6 separate regions of the Sus scrofa genome follow, and all the other regions are linked to region 1. Evidence: chromatin contacts called from public Hi-C and HiChIP or PLAC-seq data. All regions are on one chromosome and are shown on one strand. The core of a region is the stretch at or near the end of the contact, and the rest is flanking DNA. Distances in the headings are between cores, read along the strand shown. Region 1 overlaps THSD7B (thrombospondin type-1 domain-containing protein 7B). Region 2 has its middle 45 kb from the start of DARS. Region 3 overlaps DARS (aspartate--tRNA ligase, cytoplasmic). Region 4 has its middle 26 kb from the start of DARS. Region 5 overlaps DARS (aspartate--tRNA ligase, cytoplasmic). Region 6 holds the start of DARS (aspartate--tRNA ligase, cytoplasmic).

Region 1 (2,856 bases), core at 56-2,555:
GAGCACATGTTCGGTCCAACTGGAAGAACAAACCGTTTACAAGAAAAGACGTATTGGATTCTGACTTTAGAACAGGCATCCTGATAAATGCCAAAGACTGAATAATAAGACACGATCCAAGTCCTAGATTCCCATCCAGTGACCAGGGGGGCCCTTTAACTTCTGTGTATGCCAGCTTAAACTTACTCAGGATGAGCAGTTTGGAGGCTTAGATCCCTGATGGCTCATGCAGACAGGGCCAGCTGACTCCATGGCCCATCGAGATGGCTACAGGGCAGGTGCTACACTGGCGTTTGTGCAAATGCACTGCACACACAAATAAATAAACACATGTGGAGGCCACACAGCAGTAAGGGGACAGGGTGCTGTGTCGCTAAGGGGGAGTCAAGGGGGAAAGAGCATTCTGAACGCCCTGAGAAACATCTAGAGGGCCAGGGAGCTGGGGGAGCAGGAGAGCTGAGAAGGTTGTATGTAGCAGAATGAGGGTGTGAGCAGGGAGTGACTGAGGAGGGTGGAGAATGAAGCAGAGGGAGGCACAGACTGTGTGTATTTGGACAATAGTATCAGGAAGCCGGCCAACTGCTTTCCCATGGGTCATACCTGTCCATGAAACGGGGCTTTGTGTTTAAAAACAAAAATTATCTCCACTTCAGTTCAAGTCTCTCATATGAACTCACTGAACTTTCATTTTGTTCCTGCCAAATCCCCAATCTAAATTGGATTTTGTTCTATTTTACAGCCTTATACCATTTAATGTTTGCTTCATGGCCAAAATCTCAATGATGCATATATGTGAGCATTACTTACTAATTGTCTTTATTCCCTACTGGACTGAAAGGTCTTTGAGAGCAAGACTTGTACCTATTTGTTCACTCTTGAGTCTCCACAACCCTTCTCCCTGCACCTGGAATAGAGTGTTTAATAAATGTGTGATTTATAAATGAAGATGGGCAATCTTTGGACAGTGGGTCCCTATATAAACAGCAGGGCTGCTTTCCAGGCCCCAGTTGCTGTGGCTGCCTCAGCAGCTTATCCCAAAGTCAAGTGAGGTCATTCATGACAGGTGCAAATGCACCCTCACTTGCAAATCTGGACCCAAGTTGGCAGCTGGAGAAATACGACCTCGGAGTTTCATCAGCGCCTCTGCTTCTTGCTGCCACACCGCATCCCCTCCACATTTCCTCTCAGAAGACACACTCCTTTCCAAACAAACTTCTGATGAGCTTCAGAACCCCCTCCCTGCCCTTCACAGATGCACGGGTCTAAGCATCCCACCTCCAACCCAGCCTGCTAACGAATGGCTTTGTCTGTCACATCCAGAACCACAGAGCAGAGCCATCTGACACATGCCCCCACCTTCATGGCCCTGGGGCCAGTTCTGCTTGCAAAATAGCTGAAGTATTTGGTCCCAGAAAGAAGAGGTGACCTCTTGAAGGTCACATAGCTAAAAACCCACACAAGGGGCCCTCAAGAAAAAAGCTCTTTATTGAAACACTAGTTAACATGCAACACTCGAAATCAACCAGGCATTCTGCTAAACATTTGCCTGCTTTATCCCTGTCGATCCTCACAACAGCCCTGGGAGACGGGTCTTTTAGGAACCCCATCTTACTGTAAGATGCAACTCAGGGATGAGTTATGTAACCAGCCCGAATTCACCCAGCTTGAAGCTGAAGATCTGGATTCTAACTCAGGACAAAATCTGAGTTCACAGCTGCAAGTCTTTCCCCTACATACCCATTGCATGGCTACCAAGATGATTTTTCCCTCCTTCAGATTCTTACCCATTCAGTTATAAATGCCCCCACGCAATGAGATGAATACACTGTAGGAAAATTGGCCTGTGATTCGTGAAAAGCGTTTCACACTAGGATTCAGAAAAATTCCAAATCTATACAGCAGAAATTGACAGAATGCTGTAACTATACTTTAATAAAGAAAAATCAAAAAGAAAGAAAAATTCCAAATTTAGCCTCCACAGCCACCTGCTCCATTTCTGCAGACACTGATTGTTTCTTGCTCTCCCATCTGCACCAAAACCTGGACCCTCAATGCCTGCACAGTGACCTCCTGCCTGGTTGCTTCGCTGCCACACTTGAACTCAGCCAGTTTTCTGGGAGGAATGCCTCCAGCCAACCCATAAATAGCAAGCATCTCTCACGCACACAGGGCATCCCTTTACAGCTCACTTCAGCCCAATCTACAGCAGCAGTTCAGTAGTAAAGCCTTGTGTTTGGTTCTCTAGTGTGGCCATCTGATGCTGCTGTTCTAAGCCAGCATCTCTGCGGTCCTGTAATCAACAGGGCTCTCATGGCCCCGGGGATGCCCTCCACCCAGGGCTCCCCTTTAATACACAGCAACCTTAAGGGAGAGAAAGAGGCCGAAACATAAGTCTGCAAGTCAAGATGTTTATTACTCGTTGCCTCTTCCAGCTCAGCCCTCTGAAATCAAAGACTTAGGAGAGCTCTGTCTACTGAGTGCCTACTACATACCTGTCTGTTTTCATGTGATTCTTAAAATGACTCCATAAGTAGGCTATACTGTCCCAAATTTACACCTGGAGAAAACGATATCCAGTGAGATCAAATAACTTCCCACGTGGTATAAGGGATGTGGAAGCCAGCTTGGCCCTCCTCCCAAAGCTTGGAGCACTGGCCACCGCACTAAGCTGCCTTACCCACTCTCTTTACAAGGCTTAAGATTTTGCAAAGCAAACCCCAGATCCTACCTTCCCAGAAAATGTCGGTGAAGTCACTCTGGGGTGCTGCTTGTAGATGCCAGGCAAGCAGGTGTTTGTATTCTAATCTGCACCTGGAGTTCTGCTCCCAGCTCTGACACCTCTTACTATACAACTGT
Region 2 (2,755 bases), core at 85-2,584, 320 kb after region 1:
CCAGCCCTCAGGGTGAAAGAGTTCTGTGCTACAGAATGCTATTTTGTTTTCAGGCTGTTTGATATTAATGGCTTGATTACCAATATGGTGGTGTAGCAAGGAGTTTCATTTGGGGAAGTTTTAGTACTGTATGTCAATGAATACTAGAAAAATATTCTTTTATGTCTCTTACACATACACACACAACTCTGATTTTCCCACTCCCCTTAACAAAGCCCTTTTCAAACACTCCCTCTAAAAAGTGTGCCATTTAAATAAGTTTAAACGAATTTATTTATTTTGGGATAATCTTAGGTTTACAAAAAAAAGTTGAAAAGAAAGTACAGAGAGTTCTCATATATCCTTCATCAATTTTTTGTAATGTTAACATCTTTCATAATCTTGGTCCATTTGTCTAAACCAATGATGACAAACATAGCAGCCTGCTGGCCAAATTCAGCCTGCTGCCTGTTTTTGTAGAGGCTGCAAGCAAAGAAGAGTTTTTATATTTTTAAATGGTTGAAAAAAATCAAAAGAATAATATTTCATGACACATGAAAAGCATATGAAATTCAAAATTCAGTATCCTTAAAAATTTTTATTGGAATATAGCCACACCCATTATTGTACATATTGTCTATAGACCCTTACCACTATTATGGTGGAGTTGAATGGTTGCACCAAGAGACCATAGAACCCACAAAGCCCAAAGTTTTACTTTCTAGTCTCCTATAGAAAAGTTTGCTGACTCCTAGTCAAACCTAAGAAATTAACATTGCTACATTACTGTTAAATAAACCACAGACTATTCATCACTAGTTTTTCCACTAATGTTTCACGATGCAATCCAGGATACCATATTGCATTTAGCAAACACTTTTTGTATAGTGAGAGTCTGTTTAACCACCAGGTGCACGATCCTACTTTGGAAAATATTTCAGCTAACAAATGAATTTCAGCTGGCCATTTGAACAGGGTTTGTTTTGTTGTTTGTTTGGGATTGTTTACATGTTTTACACAATAGGCAGACAATTTAATGCAACATCTGGGCTAGGAATGCTGTGAACTTGAAGATGGAGGAAAAGCTATATTTGTTCAAGCAGTCCACGTGCGGCGGACCAAGGCAGGATACCAACTTGGACCCTTCAGAAAGGAGGCTCCCAGTGTTCCTCTGTGTACAGTGTGAGGCCTTCCCCTGGCCACATGCAATCCCCGACCCAGCTCCCTATCCTTTGTTTCCTCTTCTCCCAGCCTGGCCTGTGAACACCGCGGCTCTCCCTTTCACCCACTACCTCGGCTTTCAATGGGCTCCACAGGCACAGGCGGGCGGCGTCCGGTTGCCGGGCAACGGCCTGAGAGGCAGCACACGATGCCGCCAGGGCCGAGACACATCCGCACCAGCCCGTCTGCGCCTTGAGCCTGTGGCCTGATTTCTCCCTCTCCATTGTTGTAGCTAACACAAAAGGCTACAACTCCAGTATAGTCACGGGGGCTGCATTAAATTACGCGCCAGGCCGTTCTTCGGGCCAGAGTCTTTGTGACTGCGATGCGTGCCCTCTCGGTGCCAGAACTCAGAGTCTGTGACAGGCAGGCTGAAGCGCTTCGCAAGCGTGGGCGAGTCCTCTCCCTCCCTCCCTTCACCACATCCGCCCACCGACCGCCTTTGTTCCTTTCAGCTGGCTGCCAGGCTCTCGTTTGCCTTTTGGCTGGTGTGAGATCACTCCAGCGGCGGTCTTGGGCATTCCTCCCCACTTGCTTCCTTCTCTCCCACGTTTAGCGCCCATCTAAAAAAATCCCAGGCCTACTTGGTCATCTTTTCTTATCTCTTTCTCAACCATCCTCCACTCCCCCATCCTCTCTCTCTCTCTCAAGTTTTTGAGGCTGCTGTTGCCATGGCATTCAAATAACTTAGGAGATGAAGGGAGATTTTCTTCCGTGTCTGCCAAACGCCCCAAACTTCAGGGGCCGAAGTCAGCCTGAGTCGCTGGGATTTGCCAGTGCTCCCATGTCCTCCAGTCTGAAGAGTTACATTTAACTCACCACCTCTATACCTTGATCCACTGTTCAGCATCGTGTTTGGATTTGGGAAAGTTTGGTATTGAATTGGGAAGAGAATTTTTAAGTCATGCTTAGAAGCACTTGCACATAAAAGCTGGAGGGGGGGTCTCCTCCCAAGGAAAAACATTGTAAGACCTGAAAGTATTTTTCTTCAACAGTGTAACATGGACAAAGTGTATCATATTAGCTATTTGATACCAGTTCTTATTTGCTGATTTGCTGAGGGAGAAGTTCACGAAGGTAACACTAACCTTTCTGCCTTTTTTAAAAATCCTATTAGGTGAAATGCCTGCTGTTCAGCTGGGGTTCCCAGGTGTGGGCTACCCCCACAGTGCTTTCTTCTGCCAGGGGAAATCTCAGCACACTGGCTTCTAACAGTGTGGGAATCCAGGTATACCTTGCACCTGAAGCCTCTTACCATCTTTGTGTTTCTATATTCCCACTCCCTTCTCAATAATAGTCTGCTAAAACACAGCCATGATGAAATAAGTTTGGTCTGTCTTGAGAGGGATTTAACTACACAGCTACAACTTATTTTTAATGCAGAATTCATTATTAAATAAAATTCCACATTTTATTTAATGTGGAAGAGAGAGAGCAAAAACTGTATATTTTTTAATGTATTTTGACTTTTTCAGTTTCCTGATGTTGAACTCCAGCTACCATAAGTAATCAAGCAGGGGGGTGATGTACAACTATTTGTCAGCTGAGGTGGCAC
Region 3 (2,700 bases), core at 88-2,587, 390 kb after region 1:
GTATTTCTCTTTTTTTTGTTTTTTTAGGACCACACCAGAGGCATATGGAATTGTACTTCCAGACATTGTACTTCCCAGGCTAGGGGTCAGATTGGAACTGCAGCTGCCAGCCTACACCACAGCCACGGCAATGCAGGATCCAAGCCCTGTCTGTGGCCTATACCACAGCTCATGGCAACACCAAATCCTTAAACCACTGAGCAAGGCCAGGGATTCAGCCTCCCTATGGATACTAGTCAGATTCACTTCCAGTGCGCCACAGTGGAAACGAACACGTTTCACTTAATTCTCCCAAGCATTGGATAATACTGTGTATTTTAAAATTTTTGCTAATATGAGAAGTATAGTGTGTCATTGTTTGCTTCAACCTGCATTACTTTCATTCCCCATAACATTTTTCTCCTTATATTTATTTATTACGGGGTTTTTTTGTTTTGTTTTGTTTTCAAATTATTTGTTGTGGTCTATTACCTATATATATATATATTGGGCTTACTGTGTTCTTTATTCATAAATCTTTAAGGTCTTTATGTATTAAAGGTATTAACTCATAGATTATGCAGATACTTTTCCCAGTGGTTTTTTTGTATATAGATGTTCTGATTTTTTAACTTAGACCTCCCTTTTCTATTGTTTAGTTTAATGTTCAGTTCCATTTTTTACTAAGTTTTTTAGTTTATCTCCTGAATTCCATCTAAAATTAGAATCTCTTTTATTAGAGTCTTGTCAGTTCTTTCTTATGCTTCATACATATATCTGGCTGATTCTCTTGATTCTCTTGGGGTTTTGTTTTTTTTTGTTTTTTGGGGTTTTTTTGGGTCTCTTTAGGGCTGCACTGGCAGCACATGAAGGTTTCCAGGCTAGGGATCAAATTAGAGCCATAGCTGCTGGCCTACACCACAACCATGGCAATGCCAGATCTGAGCACATCTGTGACCTACGCAGCAGCTTGGGGCAATGTGGGATCCTTTAACCCACTGAATGAGTCCAGGGATCAAACTTATATCCTCATGGATACTGGTTGGGTTCTTAACCTACTGAGCCACAATGGGAACTCCTTGTACATTTTTACTTACCGTAGGTTTATAATATGCTGATGGTATTGGGCTTGACTCTTTACCCCTCTCCTCCCCTCTGTTGGCTTTTTTAAAAATTAAAAAATTAAAATTTTAGAACTATATAAACAAACACATTAAACATTAAAAGAGAACATTGAACATTCTTCACTTCACCCATAGCTATTGATTTCATGATTTCTTTTCCCTAGCAGGCATGTCAGATGTTAGGAATATGTTTGCTTCTATGTTTAGCCTCTTGAACTTCCCAGTCTTACTTACTGCTTGTGTTGAATCTGGAGCATGGCCATGATTTTCTTTCAGTCCTTACCGTTCTTCTGTACCTATCTCTCTGATTGTATTGTCTCTGAAAAAAAATTTTTTTTTCTGATTAAAAAAGTAGGAGTTCCTGTCATGGCTCAGCAGAAACAAATCTGACTAGCATTCATGAGGACTCAGGTTTGATCTCTGGCCTTACTCAGTGGGTTTAAGGGTCTGGTGTTGCTGTGAGCTGTGTTGTAGGTTGCAGACTCGGCTCGGATCCTATGTTGTGGCATAGGCTGGCAACTACGGTTCTGATTTGACCTCTAGCCTATGAACTTCCATATGCCTCCAGTGTGGCCCTAAAAAAAAAAAGTAATACATGCTTATAGAAAGCTCAGGAAATACGGAGAAGAGGAGTTCTCATTGTGGCTCAGCAGTAATGAACTCAGCTGGTGTCCATGAGGATCAGGTTTGATCCCTTGCCTCACTTGATGGGTTAAGGATCCCAGATTGTTGACAGCCATTATGTAGGTCACAGACTCAGCTTCAATCTGGCATTGCTGTGGCTCTTGTGTAGCCAGCAGCTACAGCTCTGATTTGACCCCTAGCCTGGGAATATCCATATGCCAAAGATGTGGCCCTAAAAAGCGAACGAAAGAAAGAAAGAACAAACGAAAATAAGAAAATATACATGAAGAACAGAATAATTCTCTTTAATTTCACTGTCCATTAGTAGCCACATTTTGATGTTTTTTCTTCCTCTACAATCAATATCACATTCTAGTGGTTTTTTCTTACACAGTCAATTTTTATATACTTCTTATACAAACAAAATTATGATTGTACTCTATTTGGTTGGATCACTTTTTTCACATAATCATCTCTCATGAGTGTCTAACAAATATTTACTTAGTGTTCCCAGCACCCACCATAGTTTTTGGACATAGTGATCCAGCTGAGAAGTAGAAATGGTAATCAGTCCTCAAATAAGTAGGCAGTGGCAGCAGTGCTGTTAATAGTAATAATAATTAACATTAATTCAGAGCTAACATTAATTGGGAGATTGTCACAACTCTAAACATATTGCTCACATAATCCTTAAGATTTTACATGAAGACTCAAGAAAACCCCATGAGTAATATACTTGTAATTTTTCCATTTTGCAGATGAAGAACTGAGGCATAAAGTGGTTTAATAATTTTCCTGTAGACCCCTTCATAGGAAGAGATAGTAAGGATATGATCCTGTGTCTTGATTAAAAACCCACTTTTACTTTTTACCTTAGATTAAATGTTACCCCTTAGTGCTGTCCTAAAGACACTTTCCTGTGCTTACCGTTTTTATTTTTTTATTTTATTTTTTTGAAAAGGAAATTATGTAA
Region 4 (2,700 bases), core at 73-2,572, 340 kb after region 1:
GCTTCCTCAAGAGCTCCACAGTGGATCTGACTCAGCCTCAGAGGGTGAGGCACCAGAGGAATAGTGGCAGTTGGTGGCAAGGGGAAGTGACAAAGGGAAACTTAGGGGTGAGTGGCAACAGCAGAAGTGGTGACTGGCAATATATGTTGTGGTGAGGGGAGATGCGGTGACTGGCACACCCCACCGTAACAAGTGACTTCTTTGACACACCTTTATCTGGGATCCATCAAAGGGACAGGCAGATTTGGGTTGCTGGTTTAACAGTGATTAAAGGTCAAACATAAAGTAAGGTTGGTAATGCAGACCCATGAGTAGACTTCTCCAAGAGCAATCCCTCTGCTGCCTGCTTTAAAATCACCAGGGGCACTTGCTAATGTTGTAGCTTCCTGGACCCCACCCTGAACCTACTGAGTCAGCATTTCTCAGGATAGGAGGTCCAGAAATCTTCACACTGAACAAGGCCTCGGGTGCTCTGATACAGGTGCTCCTCAATAGACTTTCACAAAGCTGCCTGAACATAATTCCGTTGAAGTTAAGTAATGGTCAGCATTGACCCTATGCAAGGAGCTGCAGGAGATACAGAAATGTCTTAAGATATTGTCCCTTACCAAGAAGAATTAACCATAAGAGTAGCAATGGTGGAGTTCCCTTCGTGGCACAGCGGAAATGAATCCAACTGGGAACAAAAAGGTTGTGAGTTTGATCCCTGGCCTTGCTCAGCAGGTTAAGCACCTGGCGTTGCTCTGAGCTGTGGTGTAGGTCGCAGACGTGGCTTGGATTCCATGTTGCTGTGGCTGTGGCATAGGCCGGCAGCAGCAGCTCCCATTAGACCCGTAGTCTGGGAACCTCCATATGCCTCAGGTGCAGCCCTAGAAAAAGCAAAAAGACAAAAAAAAAAAAAAAAGAATTAGTTAATCTCCGTGTTCCTTTCTGGATCCCAAATTCTCTCATTTCCTCTTCCATTCTGACAGGGAACAGAAGGGTTACTACCACAGTCACCTAACCTACCATGACTTAGCTCAACTAATAAAGGTAGTTAATATTCCTCCGAGCATGGCAGGGATGACCTAACTCGGACCCAGACAGAGTTACACCGCCGTCTGTGGTTCTAGAGCAGGTGCCGCAAGTGTCAGACCTTGAAATTTGTTTTGAAACCGACCACCTGTTACTGTGATTGTGTGGCTGTTTTCCTGGCTTATGGGATTTTACTTCAGCTGTTGTTCTCAGGCGGGAGTTTATTTCCTCTAGGAATCACTCCCTTCACTGGCCCTAAACTTAGCATTTGTGTGCAGGGATCTTCCGGAGACTGATTCAACTATGCAACACTGAATATTCTGCCAAATGTCCTGAAGTCACTCACAGACTTGAGCAACAGATTTGGGGCGGGGAATAAGAATCCTGTCTTTTGTTACAGATAATCATCTCTTTGAATTTTGCTTCAGGGAGAAGAAGCCAAAGGATCAGATTTATAGCAGCTCCTGATTCTTTTTTTTCCCCTGTTAACAGACAGTATTATGCTGACTCAGCACTTCCCTGGCATTCACTGCTTCACTAAAAATTCCTGCGCCTGTAAAATTTTAGTGCAAGTTAAAAACTTGTCAGATGAATTTCAATTTTTCTCTGACGGTTTGAAGGGACTGATACAATTTGGTGATTAACTAGTCCAACCTTTCATTTTAGAACTGAGGCTCATGAAGTTCAGTGACATTATTATAAAGAGACTTGCTCAAGGTCATAGACCTCATTAAAGGACTGAGCTAGAAATCTATATTACAGAGAGTACTCTATAAAGGAAAAATAATGACAACGACAACACACAAAAAAAAAACTTTAAAAGCTGTATTTATAAATACTAGATTTTCTTTAAAAAAAAAAAAAAAAAAGGCCCTGGTGTTCTAGTTTACCATCATTGCCTAACAAACCACAAAACTGAGTGGCTTCAAAGAACAATTTATTACTATCTGTCATGATTCCCTGAGCAGGAACAACGCTTGGCTCCTCTAGGTAGTTCTTACTTGGGCTGTTTGGTGCTAGATGGTGGCTGGGGCTGGACATCTAAGGAATATTCTTTTCTCATGTGCCTGGTTCCTGAGCTGGAATGGCTGGGGGAACTGGGGGCTTATCAGACATCTCTTTCTCTCCAAGAAGATAGGTTAGGCTTCTCACAACCTGGGAGTTCCAGGAGAGTTCCTGTTGTGGATGCAGCAGAAACAAATCTGACTAGGAACCATGAGGTTACGGGTTCCATCCCTGGCCTCACTCAGTAGGTTAAGGATCTGTCGTTGCCGGGAGCTGTGGTGTAGGTCACAGATGTGGCTCGGATCCCACGTTGCTGTGGCTGTGGCATAGATGGCAGCTGTAGCTCTGATTTGACCCCTAGGCTGGGAACCTCCATATGCTTCGGGTGCAGCCCTAAAAAGCAAAAAAAGCAAAAAAAAAAAAAAAAGAAAGAAAGAAAGAAAACCTGGAGGTTCCAGGGAGTCAGATCTCTTATATGGCAGCTGGCTTCCCCTAGAACAAGTGTTTCAGGTGGACATTGTGAGGCTTTCTATGCCCCTACTTCTGCTACATTTTATTAGCTACACAGGACCAGCCTAGATACATGGGAGGTAGATAATAAAAGGGCACAAATACTAGGAGGCAGGGCTCACTGGGGACCATCTTTGGAGACTACCTGCCATGCATGATCTTACCACTACT
Region 5 (2,706 bases), core at 81-2,580, 410 kb after region 1:
ATACTGGCATGTTAGTTCCCAAATGTAAAACAAACTTTTAATAGGGCCTCTTTATGGCAGCAGTCAAGTGTACTGTAAAGTACTGTAAAGTGTTAAACCGTCTTACACATACAGTATTAGTTAAAATCAATGTTAAATAAACTTTTTCTGCAACGTGGAATTTTATTTATTTACTTATTTTTATTTATTTATTTGCTTTTTAGGGCCGCACCTGTGGCATATGGAGGTTTCCAGGCTAGGGGTCTAATCAGAGCTACAGCTGCCGGATCCAAGCTGCCTCTGTGACCTAGACCACAGCTCAGGGCAACACCAGATCCTCAACCCACTGAGCGAGGCCAGGGATCAAACTTGCAACCTCATGGTTCCTAGTGGGATTTGTTTCTGCTGTGCCATGATGGGAACTCTTACAAAGTGGAATTTTAGCCTTCTATTAGCAGTTAGCTTATTCAAGTATTCCTGTCCCTCTTGTGTTGACTCAAACTATACACACACACATACATGTAAAACTCTCATGTAACCTTTTACTAGTTTTAACTAGCAAGTTCTAGTCTGACCCTGTTTTCACAAAGTTGACCTTTTTAAGTTGTTTTAATGTTTTTTCTTCTGAAGTCATTCATGTCCACAATAGGTATATATATCTACAGATATAATAGAGATAGACATTTTAGAACTAAATTATCTAAGATTTAAAAAATTACGGAATGGTTTTACTAACATCTAAGTCTGCTATTCTGTTACTAGCATATAGCTACTAGAAATAATAAGGGAAATACTGAAAAAAAATTAATTATAAGTGCTGTGGCATGGGTTTGATCCCTGGCCCAGGAACTTCCACATGCCATGGGCACCTGGCCAAGGTAATATTAATTATAAGAATCTTATGTATCTAGTTAATCCTATCTTCTTTCTGATTTATTCAGTAGACCAATTTGTGATAGCACAAGTTTAGCTTCGCGCCTAGTTTAAGAAATAGATCAGACTTTCAAGTTCCTTTTGTGAGTTGTTTAGTACTGGAAAGTATTAAAATCAGTGGTTGTTTTCTAGTCTAACCGATCAAGTATTTTAACACATAATATTGCTGAATTAATATACTAAAGATAGACTTAGTTCCAGGGTTCAGGTGCTGGATAAAAAAAGAGTCATCTGATTACTTTTGAGAAAGAGAAAGAAGAAAAAAATACTGTTTTCTTTGATTAGACTTTTGGCTAGCCTCCGGCAGAGTGTATTTGGCCACATTCCAGCTTCTTTCTGGCAGGATACTTGTTTAGTCATTGAAAGTAGATATGTTTAACTTGAGTTTGCTTGAAGAAAACTCTCTAATAATGTAAGGCCTCCCACTAGGGAGTCCAGGGTAGTGAGGTAAGAGAACCAAATGGGCCAGGGACGGAGATGGACAGTCATAGGGGGGAGCTCTAGTTGGGGCAGGTCAGGTTGCTCCTTGAAGCAATACACTGATCACATATATCAAATCTTCCTCATGGAAACATGTGAGATACGCAACAGAATTCTCACAAGGCATAAATTATATACTCAGGTATCAAGTTTACCATACAAACAGATATAACAGTGGTGGGTGGCAGTCACAGTGAAGAAAGATTCAACAACTTTAGATTGCCAGTATTAGAAAGCCCTTTTAACAATAAACTGAAGCTTCTTGATCCCTTCAGGTCTTAGGAGCTTTATCTCAGTTCACCAACTACCTTTTTTTTTTTTTTTTTTTTTTGTCTTTTGTCTTTTGTCTTTTTAGGGCCACACCCATAGCATATGGAGGTTCCCAGGATAGAGGTCGAATGGGAGCTGCAGCTGCTGGCCTACACCACAGCTCACAGCCATGTCGGATCCTTACCCCACTGAGCAAAGCCAGGATCAAACCTGCATCCTCATGGATGCCGGTCAGATTCGTTTCCACGGAGCCATGACGGGAATGCCCTACCAGCTACCTCTTAACCATAATAAATTCTGAGTTTCTTCAGTACACAAGATTTCTTGCCAGATACTAGGTGATAGTTCTAGTACACGAGATTTATGAGAGTGCAAGAGATGTGTTCACTATTGATATCTTTCATTTTAAGGCAGTTGGTAACAGACATTATAGAATTCTGGGCAGTGTAGCAAAGGGAAATGAAAATGTTTCTTTCTTCACCACTTTTTCCTATTATCCTCATATTGATCCTTTTCCAAACCCACATGTTCATTGAAATGGATTGTGGTGTTCTTCTCTGTAAAATAAGCACTGTTAGATTTCTGGAATCTTGTCAAATAACACCACAACTACTAAGGACCCAGTTCCTTATTAGAATGAGTAGAATTTTTCTTATGAAACTTAAATGTTTTTGTTTTGTCTTAAACTCTTTAGATTCTGGTTATTAGTTTTACAAGATTTTGGCTAGGGACTTTAGCCATGAGAACTTAATATGTAAGTTAACTAGGGTTTATGATAGTAGATAAACAAGGAGTCCAGGACAGATGTTCCTAATACGTATTTGCCCTTTGTATTGTGCCAACTGCCCCAGGAATTCCACTCTCTCCCAGTTATCACTTTGGCATTTTTCTTCCTTCTCTTTTCAGATCACTTCTGTGGTTTCAGTTACCACCTGAGAGTTTTAATTAATAGTTTTACATGGGGAATTGCCTTTGGCCAGCTCAGCCAGCATCATGCTGACATCATTCCAAGATCTGAATGTTGTATCTTTTCCTTTTCCACAA
Region 6 (2,700 bases), core at 190-2,689, 370 kb after region 1:
GCCTCAATTTCCCCATATGCAAAAAGATTACAATATTACCTCTCTGGTATAAGAATTAAATGAGTTAGTGTATGTGAAACATACATCTGTAGCCCAGACCTCAGAAAGGCAAAGGTTACCTGGACATTCTCCCCTTGAATGTAATTGAGCCATGATCTTTCTCTTCCTAACCCGCTCTGCCTTGAATATTCTTTAGGCCCCATTTCACCTGGCTGACTCTTCTAGAATTTAGCTGAAGTATCACTTCCTCAGCGAAGTCTGAGGTAAATGCCCTCAAAAAAACTTGCATAGTACTTGGTACCTCTACTTCATACCTGCAATGAGAAGGTAAGCTGAGGGCAGGGACTATGTGTCTCCTCACTATTGTACCCCGGGATCTGAACGTGGTAGCCTCTAGAGCCCTTTCATTTGCATTGGGGTCTATCTGCACTCCTGAACAAGTAAAACTCTGCCACTTTGTCACAGGCTAAGACTAGTAAGGTAGTTAAAACTTGACGGAGTGCAAAGACGGCTAGCAGAGGAGACGGCATTTAACTACGCCCCCAAATTACTTTCAATTGCAATAAGCGGCTTATGAATGACAATTAAAAAAAAAAGCCGAACTATATAGAGATTCATTCATTGGACAAGCAACACTATGCATTGCCTCTAACGATGCAACAGGTCCAGGCAATCAGGCAGTTATGTAGGATTTTTGCCATTGTGCTTAAGCTTCACTTTTTTTTTTTTTTTTTTTTTGTCTTTTTGCCATTTCTTGGGCCGCTCCCACCGCACATGGAGGTTCCCAGGTTAGGGGTCAAATTGGAGCTGCAGCCACCGGCCTACGCCAGAGCCACAGCAACGCAGGATCCGAGCCGCGTCTGTGACCTACACCACAGCTCACGGCAATGCCGGATCCTTAACCCAATGAGCAAGGACAGGGATCGAACCTGCAACCTCATGGTTCCTAGTCAGATTCGTTAACCACTGGGCCACGATGGGAACTCCAGTTTCACTTTTAACTTGGGTACCAGTACCCAATCCTACCTTAGCAAGCCAACTGCCTATAACCCAGTACACAGAGCAGCTTTTTGAGAAGAGGTCTCCCATGAGTCCAGGCACCTATACTCCCGCTGGACAGTGTTGGAGGCGGATAAGTCCATGAGAGGAAAAGTCGTATCTCGAGTTGGGTGGATGTTTTGGTGAACAGTCTGCAGTTAAAGCCAAGAAGAGTAAGTAGGGCAGAAAAGACGACACAGTAAAGGCTGTAGTTGGGATAGGCCTGAAAAGCGAAAAGACTCAAGTTTGTGCCAACTAAGGCTTTGAGACTCCTCTACTCAAGAATCATTCCCGCGAGACTATAACGAATTCCCGGGGATTCCCAACACCCATAAGGGCGGGGCAAGAAGACGACACTGGAGCGCGCTATCAGCCTCCCAGCGCTCCAAGATCTCGAGAGAGTTGCAGTTCTCGCGATCTTTCCGCAGCCGACCCTCCACGCGGAGTACGAACGTGTGTGCTGTGACTGGAGTGCAGGGAGGGCGGAGACTGCGGGAGGGAGAAGCCCCTTTGGCCTGCCCTACGGAAGCCTGCGAGGGAGGGTGGTGATCGCTTCCCTGTCCAGTTGTCCATTTGTCCAGATGCCCAGCGCCAGCGCCAGCCGCAAGAGTCAGGAGAAGCCGCGGGACATCATGGACGCGGCGGAAGTGGGTTTTCTTTCCCGGGCCTGGGAGCGCAGGACCCCCCCCCCGCCCCGGGCGGGACCGCGCGGAGGGAGGGAGTAGGGATAGCGGGGCTTTGACTTCTGGATCCCTATCGGCACTTTGACTACAGGCCGCATGCCTGAGGTTCGCGCTCTTAGAACGCTCACCGGGCCTCCAAGGTCCTTGTCTGAGCAACGTGGCCAGAGGCACTACGGATCGCATTTCTCACTGCGGCGCCTAGGAGGCCTGGCCTAGGAGAAGCGTGTCGCTGGGCTGGGGTGGACTTAAAGTACCAAGTGCCCCGGAAGTAGGAGCGGCGAGGTCACTTAAACCTCCCTGGGTTAGGCACGTCCTTCACGTAATCCGTCTCTTTCCCCGGAAAATTTTAATGTCCACTGATAATCGATTTTCGCACAGCTCGTGTGTTCCTAATGTGTTTCAAGTTATGACAGTACTTAGTAAAACGATCTGCCAAAATGTTTAATGGCCGTTTTCCATGCGACAGCCTTAGAGAACACTTGTCATTTTTAAAATTTCCTTTTTTTCTCTTAAGTAACCCATGAAATAGGTAGGGAAGTTTGCAGAGAATGCATTTGAGATGAAGTGCCCCCAAAATCATCTGTGGTCCTTCAGTGCTATCTGGAAATGAAAGTTTTGAAACCTACAAGTTAATGCGTGCTGTTGGTAAAACCGAGATCCCTATCTGGCTCCTAATTTTTCTGTTGAGGAAATATGAATTTATCGTAAACTACCTAAGGAATAGGTTATCTTAAGACTGTTAGATGGAATAAGGTTTGCTGAAGTATGAACGGTATTAATAAGTGACCTCTTATTTTCTTTTCACATGCTGTAACTTATTTATGCTGCGGTCTTGCTACATTGTATGACTATCTTTTTATTAGGACTGAATATCTTTAAGGTGTATTTTTTGTTATTTGCCAAAAACAAACAAAAAAACTTTAGTAAGCACCTTAATACATTGTTTGGTTTGTTTTAGTATAAACACAAAATCTTACAT

Evidence for each region. A called contact is a pair of places that touch in the nucleus more often than the background predicts. HiChIP or PLAC-seq counts read pairs in DNA pulled down with a chosen protein or histone mark.
Region 2: an H3K27ac HiChIP or PLAC-seq map of skeletal muscle shows a contact between it and region 1, with 6 times the contacts expected there. The contact joins two enhancer-like sites. A contact is called at or near these places in 4 of 47 Hi-C or Micro-C datasets (fetal skeletal muscle, omental adipose tissue, retroperitoneal adipose tissue and 1 more) and 2 of 2 datasets of contacts at active chromatin or transcription factors (alveolar macrophages and skeletal muscle).
Region 3: a contact with region 1 is called in an H3K27ac HiChIP or PLAC-seq map of skeletal muscle. The contact joins two enhancer-like sites. A contact is called at or near these places in 2 of 2 datasets of contacts at active chromatin or transcription factors (alveolar macrophages and skeletal muscle).
Region 4: an H3K27ac HiChIP or PLAC-seq map of skeletal muscle shows a contact between it and region 1. The contact joins two enhancer-like sites. A contact is called at or near these places in 2 of 47 Hi-C or Micro-C datasets (retroperitoneal adipose tissue and undifferentiated spermatogonia) and 2 of 2 datasets of contacts at active chromatin or transcription factors (alveolar macrophages and skeletal muscle).
Region 5: a contact with region 1 is called in an H3K27ac HiChIP or PLAC-seq map of skeletal muscle. The contact joins two enhancer-like sites. A contact is called at or near these places in 2 of 47 Hi-C or Micro-C datasets (alveolar macrophages and skeletal muscle) and 2 of 2 datasets of contacts at active chromatin or transcription factors (alveolar macrophages and skeletal muscle).
Region 6: a contact with region 1 is called in a Hi-C map of skeletal muscle, with 14 times the contacts expected there. The contact joins the promoter of DARS here to the enhancer-like site in region 1. A contact is called at or near these places in 3 of 47 Hi-C or Micro-C datasets (fetal skeletal muscle and skeletal muscle) and 2 of 2 datasets of contacts at active chromatin or transcription factors (alveolar macrophages and skeletal muscle).

The regions. Positions count from the first base shown.
Region 1 is chr15:15,442,561-15,445,416 of Sscrofa11.1, forward strand. All of the region lies in intron 7 of THSD7B (thrombospondin type-1 domain-containing protein 7B), which reads right to left. Among named protein-coding and RNA genes, the nearest start is that of THSD7B, 170 kb to the right of the region's middle. Within about 2 kb of position 1,306, at least 9 of the 83 cell types and tissues checked have an H3K27ac peak or open chromatin away from gene starts, as enhancers often do. A contact at or near this core is called in fetal skeletal muscle, retroperitoneal adipose tissue and skeletal muscle, where this site is marked.
Region 2 is chr15:15,764,152-15,766,906 of Sscrofa11.1, forward strand. No RefSeq gene overlaps it. Among named protein-coding and RNA genes, the nearest start is that of DARS, 45 kb to the right of the region's middle. Within about 2 kb of position 1,335, at least 54 of the 83 cell types and tissues checked have an H3K27ac peak or open chromatin away from gene starts, as enhancers often do. A contact at or near this core is called in retroperitoneal adipose tissue and skeletal muscle, where this site is marked.
Region 3 is chr15:15,834,199-15,836,898 of Sscrofa11.1, forward strand. The region is part of intron 3 of DARS (aspartate--tRNA ligase, cytoplasmic); the gene reads left to right. Among named protein-coding and RNA genes, the nearest start is that of DARS, 25 kb to the left of the region's middle. Within about 2 kb of position 1,338, at least 2 of the 83 cell types and tissues checked have an H3K27ac peak or open chromatin away from gene starts, as enhancers often do. A contact at or near this core is called in skeletal muscle, where this site is marked.
Region 4 is chr15:15,782,974-15,785,673 of Sscrofa11.1, forward strand. No RefSeq gene overlaps it. Among named protein-coding and RNA genes, the nearest start is that of DARS, 26 kb to the right of the region's middle. Within about 2 kb of position 1,323, at least 16 of the 83 cell types and tissues checked have an H3K27ac peak or open chromatin away from gene starts, as enhancers often do. A contact at or near this core is called in retroperitoneal adipose tissue and skeletal muscle, where this site is marked.
Region 5 is chr15:15,855,806-15,858,511 of Sscrofa11.1, forward strand. All of the region lies in intron 4 of DARS (aspartate--tRNA ligase, cytoplasmic), which reads left to right. Among named protein-coding and RNA genes, the nearest start is that of DARS, 47 kb to the left of the region's middle. Within about 2 kb of position 1,331, at least 9 of the 83 cell types and tissues checked have an H3K27ac peak or open chromatin away from gene starts, as enhancers often do. A contact at or near this core is called in skeletal muscle, where this site is marked.
Region 6 is chr15:15,809,058-15,811,757 of Sscrofa11.1, forward strand. It overlaps DARS (aspartate--tRNA ligase, cytoplasmic), which reads left to right and starts at 1,440. Exons shown (of 16, transcript XM_003133266.5): 1 at 1,440-1,685. The coding sequence starts at 1,620.